Regions from separate parts of the Drosophila melanogaster genome. Here region 2 is linked to region 1. The links are chromatin contacts, called in public Hi-C maps. All regions are on one chromosome and are shown on one strand. Each heading gives the region's core, a stretch centred on a gene start, on an enhancer-like site or on the middle of the called end of the contact. The rest is flanking DNA. Distances are from core to core; before and after follow the strand shown. Region 1 holds the start of Snx27 (Sorting nexin 27). Region 2 holds the start of fh (frataxin).

What was found. A called contact is a pair of places that touch in the nucleus more often than the background predicts.
Region 2: a contact with region 1 is called in a Hi-C map of the Kc167 cell line, with 4 times the contacts expected there. The contact joins the promoter of fh here to the promoter of Snx27 in region 1. A contact is called at or near these places in 5 of 107 Hi-C or Micro-C datasets (the Kc167 cell line, brain, embryo and 1 more).

The regions. Positions count from the first base shown.
Region 1 is chrX:5,734,005-5,740,943 of dm6, reverse strand. It overlaps Snx27 (Sorting nexin 27), which reads left to right and starts at 2,913. Exons shown (of 6, transcript NM_167045.3): 1 at 2,913-3,845. The coding sequence starts at 3,520. IntS6 (Integrator 6) reads left to right here. Exons shown (of 2, transcript NM_132025.3): 2 at 1-2,281. The coding sequence ends at 962. It overlaps CG15773, which reads right to left. Exons shown (of 2, transcript NM_132023.2): 2 at 6,330-6,939. The coding sequence ends at 6,549.
Region 2 is chrX:9,145,880-9,152,818 of dm6, reverse strand. fh (frataxin) reads left to right here and starts at 3,748. Exons shown (of 2, transcript NM_078539.3): 1 at 3,748-4,124; 2 at 4,194-4,739. The coding sequence starts at 3,807. The coding sequence ends at 4,448. It overlaps CG7065, which reads right to left. Exons shown (of 3, transcript NM_132301.4): 3 at 4,925-6,811. The coding sequence ends at 5,196. Bap111 (Brahma associated protein 111kD) reads right to left here and starts at 3,510. Exons shown (of 1, transcript NM_132302.4): 1 at 843-3,510. The coding sequence starts at 3,396. The coding sequence ends at 1,147. It overlaps His3.3B (Histone H3.3B), which reads left to right. Exons shown (of 3, transcript NM_001272445.2): 3 at 1-296.

The DNA.
Region 1 (6,939 bases), core at 1,664-4,163:
GTGGAGCGGCGGGTGGCGGAGGATCGGGACTACTCGGTGTCAGCAAGCCGGGATCGCTGCCACTGGCCAATGGTTATGGACACGGTCATAGTTCAGCCATTTCCCCACCTTCGCCATTGTCCTTGGTGCCTCTATCACCATTGGGAACAAGTACGCCCGCTGCCAGCAGCTCGGGACTATCGTCTAGTTCCGCCTACTTCAGCCACAATGACATCAACGATGCCTCGGAGATCTCGCGCATACTGCAGACCTGTCACAATGGAACCAGCAGTGGCTCCTCGGTCGGAGCGGGCGCAAGCAACAGCAATTTGAATGGCAATGGCAGCACGGAGAGTGGCGGAGGAGTCTCATCCGACGATCATGCCTCGCTGGGTGGCAACAGTTTCGATGCCCTGAAACGGACAGCGGGTACTGCGGGCAGCACTGCAGCGGGAAATCCCCACTACTACTGGGCCAGTGGTCTCAATCATCACAACAATAACAACAGCAGCGCCGCTGGAGCAGCTAGCGGTTCGACGTTGAGCAACAATCACAACCACCGGGGTCACAACAACAGCAGCCCCAACAAACTGGAGGTGAAGATCAACTCCAGCTGCGGCTCCTCACCGACGCACAACAACGGGGGCATGGGCTCACCGGGACAGAGCCTGCCGCTCATTTTCACCGAGGAGCAGCGCGAAGCGGCCCGGTTGCACAACGTCGAACTACGATTGCAGATCTTCCGTGATATACGGCGACCCGGCCGAGACTACAGCCAGCTGCTGGAGCACCTGAATCTGGTCAAGGGCGACCAGGATATGCAGTCGGATTTCGTGGACATGTGTATCGTGGAATCGCTGCGCTTCCGCCGCCATCGCATGGCGTCCAGCATACAGGAGTGGTGGGATCGCAAGCAGCAGTTAACTGCCGTGGGAACCAATGAAGCGACCCCCAGCGCGGAGCAGGCCGTCGCCAAGAGTTAACGATGGCTCATGTGGCACCACTGAGCCCGCGGGGTCATCCAATCCATCTGTCTGTGATGTCAACAAAATCGAAATCGAAATCTAAACCGAAACTGGGAAGGGGAAGAGCAGCCGCGGAAGCCAAGAATTCTCGTCAATTTCCATATACTGTAAATAATTGCCAGGACAGGTAGCCCACAGGATCTGGATGGGGATCAACGCATACCAAACAAGCAACAATAATATTAACAATTTCCATATACTGTAAATAATTGCCAGGACAGGTAGCCCACAGGATCTGGATGGGGATCAACGCATACCAAACAAGCAACAATAATATTAACAACAAAACCAACAAGCAGCCACAATTCTAAATGAGAGAAAACACCACATTTTTAGGGCAAGCTAGCTACATGTAATTATAACATATATATAAATAAATACTTAAGCTAGCCGTTAGTTAGCAATAGAATATAAAGTATAAAGCGAAGGGATTTTGTAGCAGCCGTTTCAGTTGTAGTTTTTTTTTTACTTAGTATAAATATGTAAGCGTAAATTAAAATTTACTCTTGAGCTTAGGAATAATTTTAAATAGACTTAGATAAATTAAGATAAATCTAAGTGTAGTGTATGTGTATAAAAAAAAAGGGAAAAGTTTAGGAAAAGCTTGAGCTTAATGAGCCCCACACGTTTTAGCCAATTTTTTGTTGGACCTGTTTCAAGAACACTTTGCTTTGATTTTAGCCAAAACGAATAGAGAACGTAAAAAACAAAAGCGATGACCCTTCAAAAACAGATATATATGTGTATGTTTATATACATATATGTATATAGAGGATATTACATAAATCGGGTCAGCGTTTTATTATTAAAAAGAATTGTATTACCTTGTATTTCCTTGAATCCTCCAATATATTATTTGCTATTATGTTATGTTTATTTTATAAAATATTTATGCGAATTGTAATGTGAGCATAGCCTGTAGAAAGGCAGACAAAACGATAAGCGAAAACGTACAGTTTGTTATATACATATAGAAAAACAAGAAAAAAGTAATACATTTTTGCACTATTTTTTTACGTGTATGTTTGTATGCATGGCCTGTGAGTAATTGAGATATAACAAAAACGAAAAACACAAAGAGAAAACGTTTACTAGTAGTTAGGCGGCGGGCAGTGTTTTAGAACTGCTTCATTATTAAATAATGATGTACAATTTAGAGTCTGCGTATTTAACAAATTTCATAAGACAACCACCACAACAGAATCAACAGAGCAGCAGCAAAGCAAACTGAAATCAATACGAAATCAAACGAAAATAAAAAGAGGAGCATTGCATTCAAGTTTCATGTGTTGGGTGGAAATATCTAGGGTACATCGCAAAAACCATATATTTTCTCATAAGGCATACCCTTTCAGCTTCCCTCCACTCCCCCTGCCCATACAAAAGCGTCGGCGACCATGCCCCATGTATGAATGATCCCTTCTCGCGGTCGCAGTCGCTCCTCCAAAGCCTTTTACTTTTACCCATTGCATCATTTAAGACCATCTAATTTGGGGGATATAAGTTAACGTCTTTGGCTTTGGAACGTTTTAGAACAAGTTTTTCTTAGCTTTTAATGAAAGACTATTTATCAAACATTTTAATATTATTTTATTGTAATTATTTGCATTATCATTAAATTTTCCTCGATTTAATTGATGCAAATATGCGTTGCACGAATTTTTTGAATTAAAATTGTACCGTTAAATTTTCGAATTTGCATTCGGTATTATGTCGAGTGGGTTTGAAAAATAACGGATTAAAATACCGTATGGTATTTTTAAATCACAAAATATCACAAAAATACTAAAAAGTGGCTGCTCATATTTGCGTTCGTCACGCTCGCGGCCGACGATAGTAGTGTTGCACAGCACCGATAGCTATCGATTAACGGCCAGCTGATCTGCTCTCCCGATGGCTCAGTCGTAATCGGTCCGCCAGTGCGATAGGACGCCAGCGATACATCGACTGGCAGTTACTGCGATACACTCAATGTTATCGGAAGTCTGCGCTACGAGTATCAACACAGAGAACAGACCAACTAACGGAACAAAAATGCGCAGCGCGAAAATAAAATAAGGAGCGAAAACACAGGCGTGTGTTAAATAAAATAAGCCACATAAATAATAAATTTTTTTTCGGTGTGTGCGCGTGTATGTGTGTGCGAACGAAAGAGCAGCCAGAGGAGTTTCGGTGGAGCGCAGTTCACAGCGGTGAAGCGGATTGAGGGAGGAGCGTAAAAAGTAAAAGTGGCGGTGCCTGTCTCTATACGTGTGTGTGTGTGTTGTGCTGTGTGTGTGCCGAAAAGAAGTTGCAGAAAACATTACGCAAAATAAAAGAGCGAAATAACCATAACACAACAAAAGATATTGTGCAAACAACACAGCGCTGCTGTGAGTCGGAAAGCAGGAACGTCGGAAAGGGGCAGCAGCAGCAGCAGTAGCGTAGGAGGAGGAGGAGGTGGAGAGGGGTGTGCGGTGGAGGCAGAAGAGCAGCCATCACCACTGAGTGCGAGCGAGAGCGAACGACCGGCGCAATGAGCATCGTTGGCGAAAACCATCCCCTCCCAACCCCAACCCCCGCCAGCGCCGTAGTCACCGCATCATCGGGCGGCGGTGGGGGCGGCGCGGTCGTCATGGGCGTCGGCGTAGGCGTGACCACAGCGAATGGACCCCGTGTCGTCACCATTTACAAAACGGAAACGGGCTTCGGCTTCAATGTGCGCGGCCAAGTTTCCGAGGGGGGTCAACTGCGCTCGATCAACGGCGAGCTGTACGCCCCCCTTCAGCACGTGAGCGCCGTCCTTGAGAATGGGGCGGCCGAGAAGGCGGGCATCAAGAAGGGCGATCGCATCCTGGAAGTGTAAGTACCACCCACGTTACATAGACTAGTTTTCATATTTTGGGAGCTCAAAGAGCTGATATCACACTACTATCAGATGTATCATCGAAATTGAGTTTAAAACTATTCAATGAACCATTAAACTCGCCTCAGTAATTGCATTCTAAAACTAGTTTTCATCCCCAAAGTGCGACGTACTTACCTTTAATTGCCTTCAACTTCATAAAGTCCTTAGAATCATTATAAGCGAGTTGAAAACCTGCCTTTGACCACTTCGTCTATTTGCAACTAAAGGCATGTGCTAATTGTCACTAATTGGGAAAATGTGCACAAGTTACTTGCTGTTAAACACGTTTAACTAATGCCTACCTCTTATTAAATTATAGCTTGAATTTTAGTTTTCGAAACACGAGGAAGTTTATTTTGGCACCGAGTGGGAAAAGAAAACCTCACAGAGTTTGTAAATATTCAAAAGGCAATCTGAAGAGTGAGCTCTTTAAGCTTATGGCTCATGGTGTTGGTATTTTTTTGGGGGGTGCCCAGGGGTTAAGTAAGCGAAGTTAACCCCACGAAGAGCTTGCATGTGCGACCTCTGACCCCGCCCACTTTTTTTTATTGGTCGTTCTTTCTGCTGGAGTAGTGGGCGTGTTGAAGTTGGAGTTGGAAGTGGAGGTGAATTCGTAGTGGGTCAGAAATGCCCGGGAATATCAATAAACACTGCTACCTGCTTGGTGTTTGGTGGTTGTTGTTGGATTTATCCACACATTTCAGGGGGTTGCTACCGCGTTAATTGGGTTAAAAAAGCGAGAAAGCCCCAAAAGAATATGAGCTATATTGGTCATCCATATCATATACATATGTACATATCTTATAATTCATATACATATATTATTAAAACAAAATAAGTGTGTACGATTAGATAATGGCGCGATTTCTGCAAACTTAGTATTTCATTTTGGTTATGAAATGATATTGGGGCTTATCGTTTTCTCGGAATTCCTGTTCAAATAACACTGAAATAAGGAACTACATATGTATGATGATGGAGAAATATGAGTCAGTGGAACGTGTTGATAAGGAAACCGCATTTATCAATTACTTTTTCGCTTGATGAATGAAAATGTTTTCGTTACGAAAATGGATGTTTAATGGAGGCTATCGCATTTCTGTTTGCCATTTTCCCCTTTTAATTTGAACTAAAGGTGCTCTTTTATTATTCCTCCTTTTTCTGCTATGTTTTCTTGAATGGCATAATATTATGACACACCGCACCAACACACACACACACTGGACTCACACTCGTTCCAACACAATTGCATGCAGGCTAATTAAAATGCTCACTTATATTTCTTTTTTCTCGCATTGTGTTGTTTCTTTCACTCCGCTGCTCGTTGCCTCTACTTTGTGTCCCTGTCTGGCGAAGCTTTTGTTTAGCATCTTTTGACATTTTAGTTTCGATACCCGTTATCAGTGAATATCTCATGTTCCTCTCTTCCCTGTCCTTCCTCTCGCTTTTTCCCTTTCTTCTCTTTGAGGCTGTCCATCAATCATTTTATTTCATTTCATTACTCAAGTACAGTGGGCTTTCGATAGAGTGCATGAATGTTGTTTCAATTTAAAATGTATAATATTATATGCTAAAAGTTGCCCTGCAATCTTTAACAAGACTTAATTACGAGATAACTATTACAATTTTCATTACTACTGATCTTAAAGTGACATGGTGTTCACTGTACTTCGTTACTCTTGTAGTTTCATTTTGTTTTCATAGTGGGTGCGGTTTCGCTCTCCCTTTCCAGCGCACAGCACAGCATACGGTATGCTTTCGATGCGAAATTCAATTAATAAATTTTACCAAAGTTTCGTCGCACTGGAGAGCGCCCAGCAACTTAATTATCATTGTCACCTTCCCTCGTCGGTAACGGAAAATTCGCAAATTTTCCACACTTTTCCAATGCAAATAGAATGAGTGACGTGGATGAAAGCAGCGAAGGGTGGTGGAGAGGAGGGGATGGGGCTGACTATTATGCGGCTTGTTGTTGCTATTTGCAGTGCCCATCATTTCATTATCAGTGAAAATAACAACAACAACGACGTCCGTTATAATTCGGCTGCGCGTGAGCTAACAAAAGCAGAAGCAAAGCACAAGCAAAGCAAAAGCAAAAACAACAAGAAAGCACAAACTGCAGAGGGCAAGCGAAATGCAAAAATCAGAAAGCAAAAGCAAACAAATTTGCATTTAGTTTCCGCCTTGCGAACCAGTTTTCAACTGGAATCAAGCGCTTAAATTCCGCTAATATATTTGTGCTCACTTTACGGGATATTTAATAACATAAACTTGGTGAAATTGATTAATATTATGAATATATTTGGATCGAAACTTGGTTCAAGCTCCTAAATTTCTAAAACATGCTATAATACACAGTATGTAAACAGTAAACGTAAAAAAACTCTTAAATGGAAACAATTTTAAAATGAATGATCTATGAAACGCAATATGTAATCCTTGTTTATGGAATCTGTACTTTCAATGAGCAGCAGTCAGTGCGCCCGTTTAATAATCCGTAGCTTGTTTATTCCGAGTTCTTTTGTTTGCTCGATTTTGCGGGGGCGTTTCGCTCGCTTCACTACCTCCGGCCAAACACATCCGCCCCCTGGCCACGCCCATTAATCAGTTATCAACGCTACGTTCGTCGACCACCCACCCATGTAATGGGTGCTTATTTATCGGATTTTCCTGGACCACCAGTACTGCAGCAGTGACCACCAGCTAGGCGGCAACTGCTGATCCATAGCCACTTCGATTTGCGTCTGCCGCCAGAGAGTGGGTGCATCGTTGCACAGACTTCCGTTGCAGCGGACACAGTACGGATCATTGGCGGAACACTCCGGCACCTGACCCTCGCATCCGCGCACCGTGTAGATACCGTCCAGTCGGCTGACCACCGTGCTAACGCACAGTTCCGTGGGGCTAGAGCAATTGCTGGTCGTCATCGTTGTGGGCAGATCCATGGCCGCACAGTCCGAATCCTGGTCCTGGGCATTGCAACGGTAACAGCTACGGACGGAGTAGCGATTGCAGCCATCCGCATCGCGGCACAATTGGCAACTTTCG
Region 2 (6,939 bases), core at 2,499-4,998, 3.4 Mb before region 1:
TGCATATATATATATATAAATATACATATAGCTGTAAATTGGTGTCGATAACTAGTTTCACATTGAACATTTAAACAAATCGGACTAAATATGTGTCTATTCGTATCGTCGTAGCTTACAAGAACCAATATGAAAACAGAAAACAAAAAACGAATCCCCCACAAAACACAAAAACAATTTACAACAACAAATCAGTGACAGCAACAGCAAAAATAACTGGAAACATCAGCAAAAAAAAAAAAGAAAATAAAAAATAAACGGTTTTTTCTATAGAAGAAACCAAAAAAACCCAACACCAACGAATTGTATTTTCTGCGAAAGCGAGACGGGAATAGTGTGTACGAGCGGGCGGGATAGGTGGCGATGGTACAGTTGACTCCAAAAATCGAAACCAAACGTCATTTGCTTTGTTTACGTGTGTTAATCTCGGTGCGTGCGTGTGTATGTGTGTTACTCTTGCTCGTTTCTGTGTGTGCAAGTTTGGCTGGCTGCAGCTGTATGTGTGTGGGTGGCTTTGGCGCTGCCCCCTTTTTTTTGTTTGTCTTTGATTTGCGTTTTCAAGGCTGCTATTAACTGGCGCCACCTAGCGGTGGTTCTGTGCCACAGGCGCCCAATAAGTGTTAATAAACCCCTTTGTTCGTAAGCTAAGACGCCCAATAGGGGTTAAGGGCTTATCTTTGTAATTAAATGTTGATATTTATAATAATGTACATTGAAGCAATAATTTATTTAATTTAAGTTACCAATGTTTTCCATCTTTTTGTCAGTGTAAATATCGTTATAACTCAAGCATACCCATTTAAATTGCAAATTGAACGCAAAATTTAAACACCTTTCCACTTACATATAATCGTACATTTAATTTATTTGCATATTTAGCATACAGTCCAGAATGCGACGCACACTCAGTTATTAAAATATTAAAATTAGGCTTCGCGAAAAAAAAGTGATATAAACTTAATTTGAGAATGGGATTGATGTGGAGTTCTTAGGTGTGGCGCCTAAATAGGGATTTCAAGTTAAGAGCATTCCGGTTGTTTGCCTTCCGGAAGTTCCGGGAGGGGACAGCTATGTTACAACACCAGGGATCGATTCATATATAAGTTAGGGACCACAACTAGGATCTGGGTGGTGGGATTCCTTGTCTTAGTCCGCCTCGTGCTTCTCCGCCTCTGGATGCTTGCCAGGTGCTGTTGCCGCTGGCGGAGCTACTCCCCCAGCTACTGCGGCCTCGCCCAGCGGTGCTCCTCCAGCTGGTCCAGGTGGTGCTCCTGGTCCCGCTCCTGCCCCGGGCGTGGGATACACTCCGGCTCCGGGCGCCGCTGCTGCTGCCGCTCCAGCTCCACCGCCTGGGGCCCCGGGTCCTCCACCGCTCGGCTCGTGCAGGTGTCCTGGTGGCGGTTGTTGTTGTTGCTGCTGCTGTGGTGGCGGTGGATTGCTTCCATGCTCCGGCGCATACGGATGCCCGGGATTGCCATTGTGCTGCGGCGGCGGCGGACGCGGTGACATGTAGTGCGAGCCAGGTGGCGGGCCATAGGACTGCTGATACGGCGAGAACGGTGCGTAGTAGGGCTGTGGCGTGGGATGTCCGCCGTACTGGGGCTGGTAATAGGGTCGTGCTGGTCCACCGGGTGGTCCAGGCGGCGGGCCATGTGGTGGTCCGCCGTAGTTAGCATAACCCGTGTGCGGAGGTGGCGGCGGCAGACCGGGCATTCCCGGCGGCGGCTGATGCGGCCCCATGTGCGGTGGCATCAAGGAATGTCCGGGTGGCGGATGGCCGGGATGTGGATGCATCTGCGGCATGCCGGGCGGTGGAGCTGGCCCGCCCTGTTGCTGCGGCAGTGGCACCTGTTGTGGCACCGGCGGTGGCGTTGGTGTCGTCGTCGTTGTTGTGGTCGCTGCAGTAGCTGCTCCGGCCGCTGGAGCCACCTCAGGCGGCGGTGTGGGTGTCGGCACCGGTGTGGGCACCTTGCCGGGCTGGGCCACCACTTTGGCGGGTTCCGTTTTGGGTGGCTCGACTAGCGTTGACTGCGGAGGCAGGGCAGCGGCCATCTCCAGCTTCTCTGGCTTGATGGGTGGCGGCGGAACCGATGGCTTCGGCGGTGGCTCAATGTCCATGGGCTCGGGATCCGTTTTGCTGGCAGTTTCGTGCACGTGCACCGCTGGCGCCGGCGTAGGCGTTGAACTCGGTGTGGGATTGAGTGTAGCGGGCTTCACAGCCGGCGGTGTCTCCTTGGGCGGAGCTGCTGGCGCTGGTACCGCCGACGCCGGCTCTTGGCCAGCGGGTGTGGCAGCGGGCTGACCTGGCTGCGTTGGCGGCTTCACTGCCTCCTCGCTCCTCGTCACTGGAGCGGCGGCAGCTGTAGCGGCAGCTGCAGCAGGATTCGCTGCGCTATTCGCATTCGCATTCGGTTCATCCAATCGCTGGCGATCGCGCTTGATGTCCTCGTACATGCGAAGCACCATCTTCTGGAAAGTTTCCTCGTCGACCGCCGGCTTGCAGTGGCGCTTTAGCTCCTCCTGGAAGGCTTCGCTGGACTCCACCATGCGCTGCTTCTTGGCCTCGAACTTCTCCTCCATCTGCTGCAGTTCCGCCTCAAGTTTGGTCTGGTGCATCGTCAACGAGCTGACCTGCCGCTTGAGCACCTGCATCCGCGTGGTGGTCACCACTGAACGCACATCTGGTACAACGGCCTCCGAGAATATCTCGTTAATCAGGCGATGGTTGTGCAGATAGCGGGCGTAGGCCAAGTGCTTGGTCGTATACCCTTCGTCCTGGTCATCCTCGTCCTCCGCCGGCTGAATGTCGATGCGTCGCTCATGCTGCGACTTACTGCCGCCACCGCGTGACGGTGTCTCATGCATATCCACGTCGGTCTTCACCTTGCTCTTGGCCGACATGTAGGCCTGATAGGCGGGCGTCTGGTGGTAGGCCTTTAGCGATTTCTCGTACTCCAGCTTCTCCGCCTCGTATTCGTCAATGAACTCCGTCTTCTCATCCTCGGGCAGCAACTTCCACATGGCACCGATCTTCTTACCCAGCTCCCACAGCTTCAGCTCTGGATGCTTCGCCTTGACGCTATCCCAGACGCGTTTCGAATACCGCATGTAGGGCAAAATGGGCTTCTCCGGCGGCTTTGGTGGCTTGGGTAGCCTTGATTCGTTCTGGTTCTTGCTGCTCGACGACTTGGTTACCTTCTGTGGCGTGAATGCCGGATTCCCATAGTTGCTGTGCGTGAAGATGGGCGTCTGATCCTTGTTGCGATCGCCACCACCTCCGCCGCCGGATGAACGCGACCGGCTGCCGCCGCCGGAGCCACCGCCGCCGCCCTGGAGTGGTGTGGCCGATCCCTGGCCGCCAACGGCTATCTGCTTGTAGTTGCTTGGCAGGGCCATCTTTGTGCAATTCGCTGGTCAAATTTGTATGGATTTTCCAAGAGAAATAACAATTTTCAGACAGACGCCATTTTCTGTCGGCGTTGGTGGAGGTGTGGCCGTATCTGATTCTAAGAAAAATCATATAAGCCGGGAATTGGTATATATAGCGGAATATATATGATAAGGAAATAGTAACTGCTAGAGAATATACAAAATTTTAGTTACCTAAAACTAGCAGAACACTTTAGCTGAATTGCTGCTACTAATAAAAAAAATCTGTAACTTCTCATTTTTATTCAGCTTTATAGAAATCAAAAATTATACCACACTAGAATCTAGAAAATACCAACGGCAAATCATTTTCCATTAAGTTGGCAGCCCCGCAACTGGGATTTGTAAAATATAAACAAATCGTAAACAACTAAAAAATGTTTGCCGGTCGTTTGATGGTCCGTTCGATCGTTGGTCGGGCATGCTTGGCCACCATGGGCAGGTGGTCAAAGCCCCAAGCACACGCCAGCCAAGTGATCCTGCCCAGCACACCAGCGATAGCCGCAGTTGCTATTCAATGCGAGGAATTCACTGCCAACCGGCGATTGTTTAGCAGTCAAATTGAGACGGAATCCACATTGGACGGCGCCACCTACGAGCGTGTGTGCTCCGACACCCTGGACGCACTGTGCGACTACTTCGAGGAGCTGACGGAGAACGCCTCCGAGCTGCAGGGCACGGATGTGGCTTACAGCGTAGGTGACATTCGGCTATTACATCATTCCATTGACCTGCTAATCCTCGCGGGGTTTCCGCTTCCACAGGATGGCGTGCTAACCGTGAACCTGGGAGGACAACACGGCACCTATGTGATCAACCGGCAGACGCCCAACAAGCAGATCTGGCTCAGTTCGCCCACCAGCGGTCCCAAGCGATACGATTTCGTCGGCACTGTGGCGGCGGGCAGATGGATCTACAAGCACAGTGGTCAGTCGCTGCACGAACTGTTGCAGCAGGAGATACCCGGCATACTGAAGTCACAGTCCGTGGACTTCCTACGCCTGCCCTACTGTAGTTAATTCCGTGATTAGTTTAAATTCTCCTCCATAAAAAGTCGGTTGAAACGTTCGATTTTGATATATTTATTGTTCTTCATCTGTTGGCACAGTGGTCACTCGATATACATGGAACTGCTGCTGCTGCGGATGAGCAAAGGTATATACTTATACTTCCCTGGAGCTGTGAAGCTTAGCTTCTGGTATAAATGCTTTGCATTCGCTTATTCATTTATGTACGATTAGTTTTGGTTTCGAAGTTTAAATTTGTTGTTTTTGAGAGGAATAAACTTAAAAATCAGTTGTTTAATGTATAAATCAAATAATAATAATCAAATCACCATTGAAGAACATCATATGTAGCTATACATATTTTATTTTATTTTATTATTTGTCACTTGTACGTTCCATTTCGTTTATTTTTATTTCAATACACAGAATTCAGAACTCAAAGCTCCCCCAGCTAATAATTCCAAACGAAAGTCGATTAAAGTTGATTTCCGGAATTATTGTGTATGTTTATTCACGTGCTCTTCAGATTTATGTTTTCTGAATTCTATTGTTGTTCGGTGTTTTATAAACAAATGAAGGTAGTGATTATTTTCTTTTCTTTTTTTTGGCAGCAGCACACATGTATGGTAAAAAAAAAAATAATAAAAATCACTTGCCAGCTAGCAGATACACGGGCACTTCAAAGGGCGTTATTCTCGTTTCTACATTACGTTTAAATTGCATAACGTTAATAGTATGGATATCTAAGTCTACGACACTCTAGTGACGTCCACCGAACATGTTGTTAAAGTGCGGCTGCTGCTGCTGCTGCTGCTGCTGGGCACCCATAAAGTTCTGGGGCATCTGGTTGAAGGGCGGCTGTGGCGGCACATTGCTGGCCCACGGATTAGGGGGCGGACCCACGTAGCCACCTGGACCTGGTGGCACCATGCCGCCGTAGTTCTGCTGCACGCCATTGCCCGCAAACGGATGATAGCCGCCGTAGCCCTGCTGATTTGGATAGTGATTGGCATTCGGTCCGCCGCTCAAGCCGCTCATCAGTGGCTGTGCCTCCTGGCCAAAGTTGCGGCCATGCTGCTGCTGCTGCTGCTGCTGCTGCTGTTGCCCTGGATAGCCCGCATTGGAATAGCCCGCTCCGGGCTGCTTTTGGCCAAGATTTTGGCCTGGATTCTGACCCAAATTCGGTGCATTCTGCGCATTTGGCGCTCCATGCTGCTGGTTCATCATATAGTTGCGATTGCCACCCACGGGTGAACCTCCAGAAGTGCCATTCTTGCTTAAAGTGCCCATTAGATTGGCTATGATGTTCTCGGTGTCTTTTAGCGAAATCTTGGTCGCTGCTGCTGGCTTGAAAGTGAGCGCATTTGGCGATGATTCAACGCCTATAATGGGCGGCACTCCTGGCTTATTGTGTACACCAGCACCAACGACACCACCACCACCACCAGCACTAGCACTTCCATTCGAATCGCAGGCCTTCATCACCAAATCATCAAAGTTGTAATCATCATCTTCCTCGTCATCGTCATCGAGCATGATACTGGGCGTGTTCCGGCCGCGTCTCTGCTTATTGATGGGCATACTGGACATATCACGATCCAAATTGGGGCGCTGAGCGCTCAGCATGGAGTGACCCACTTTCGGAGCCGTGGCACTGGCGGAGCTGGCGGCCATGGCGGAGGAGGTTCTACCACCCATAACCGAAGCCTTGAACTTGGTAGCCGGTTTCGCCTTGCTAGCCCCACCAATTTTCACCACGCGCGCCAGGAAATCACTGCAGGACTCGCCATCGCCTCGGAGCTCCACCAGATTCACATACTTGCGCAGACGATCGACGCGCGACGGATCCTGTACCTCCAACTTGCGCAGATGGCCAATGAGATGAACCTGCTCCTCGTTCGACAAAAACTTAAAGTTCTGGAGTAGGGTCTGGAGATCTGAATCTGTTAGCGATTCCAAGCCAGTGCTGCCACCGACTGTATCGGCGGCTTGTACCTTGGCCGGTGCTCCCGTAGGTTTATTCACAATATCGACGGACTCCTTGTGCAGCTGATGCTCCACCTCCTTCATCAGCTCGTCCAGATCGATGCCCATGTCATCGGGCGACGGATTATTTTGCAGTCCGAGCTTTACCTTTATCTCCTCGAATTTCAGGCCGTTGTTGTTGTCCAGCTGGCGCCGCTGTTTGTCCGTCTTCATCAGCAGCGTTAGCATGTGTAGCAAGTTGTTCATATCGCCGGTGGACACATTATTGTAGCCGTTGAGTACCAAAGCATTGGCCAATTTGGGCGCCACCAAATTGCGATCGAAGGGCAGCTGTATGGGCGCCGGATTGGCATTTGCCTTAACCTTGACATCGACGGCATCGTTGGTACCTAGAGATCATCCGGTTACGGGTGGTTTGGGGAGGGAACAACACAAAGAAATCAATCAGTTAGGATTAACAGGTGAGAGTGTGTTTCTGTTTCAGATCCCGGCAGATGGAGGATCGTTATCGCACGAA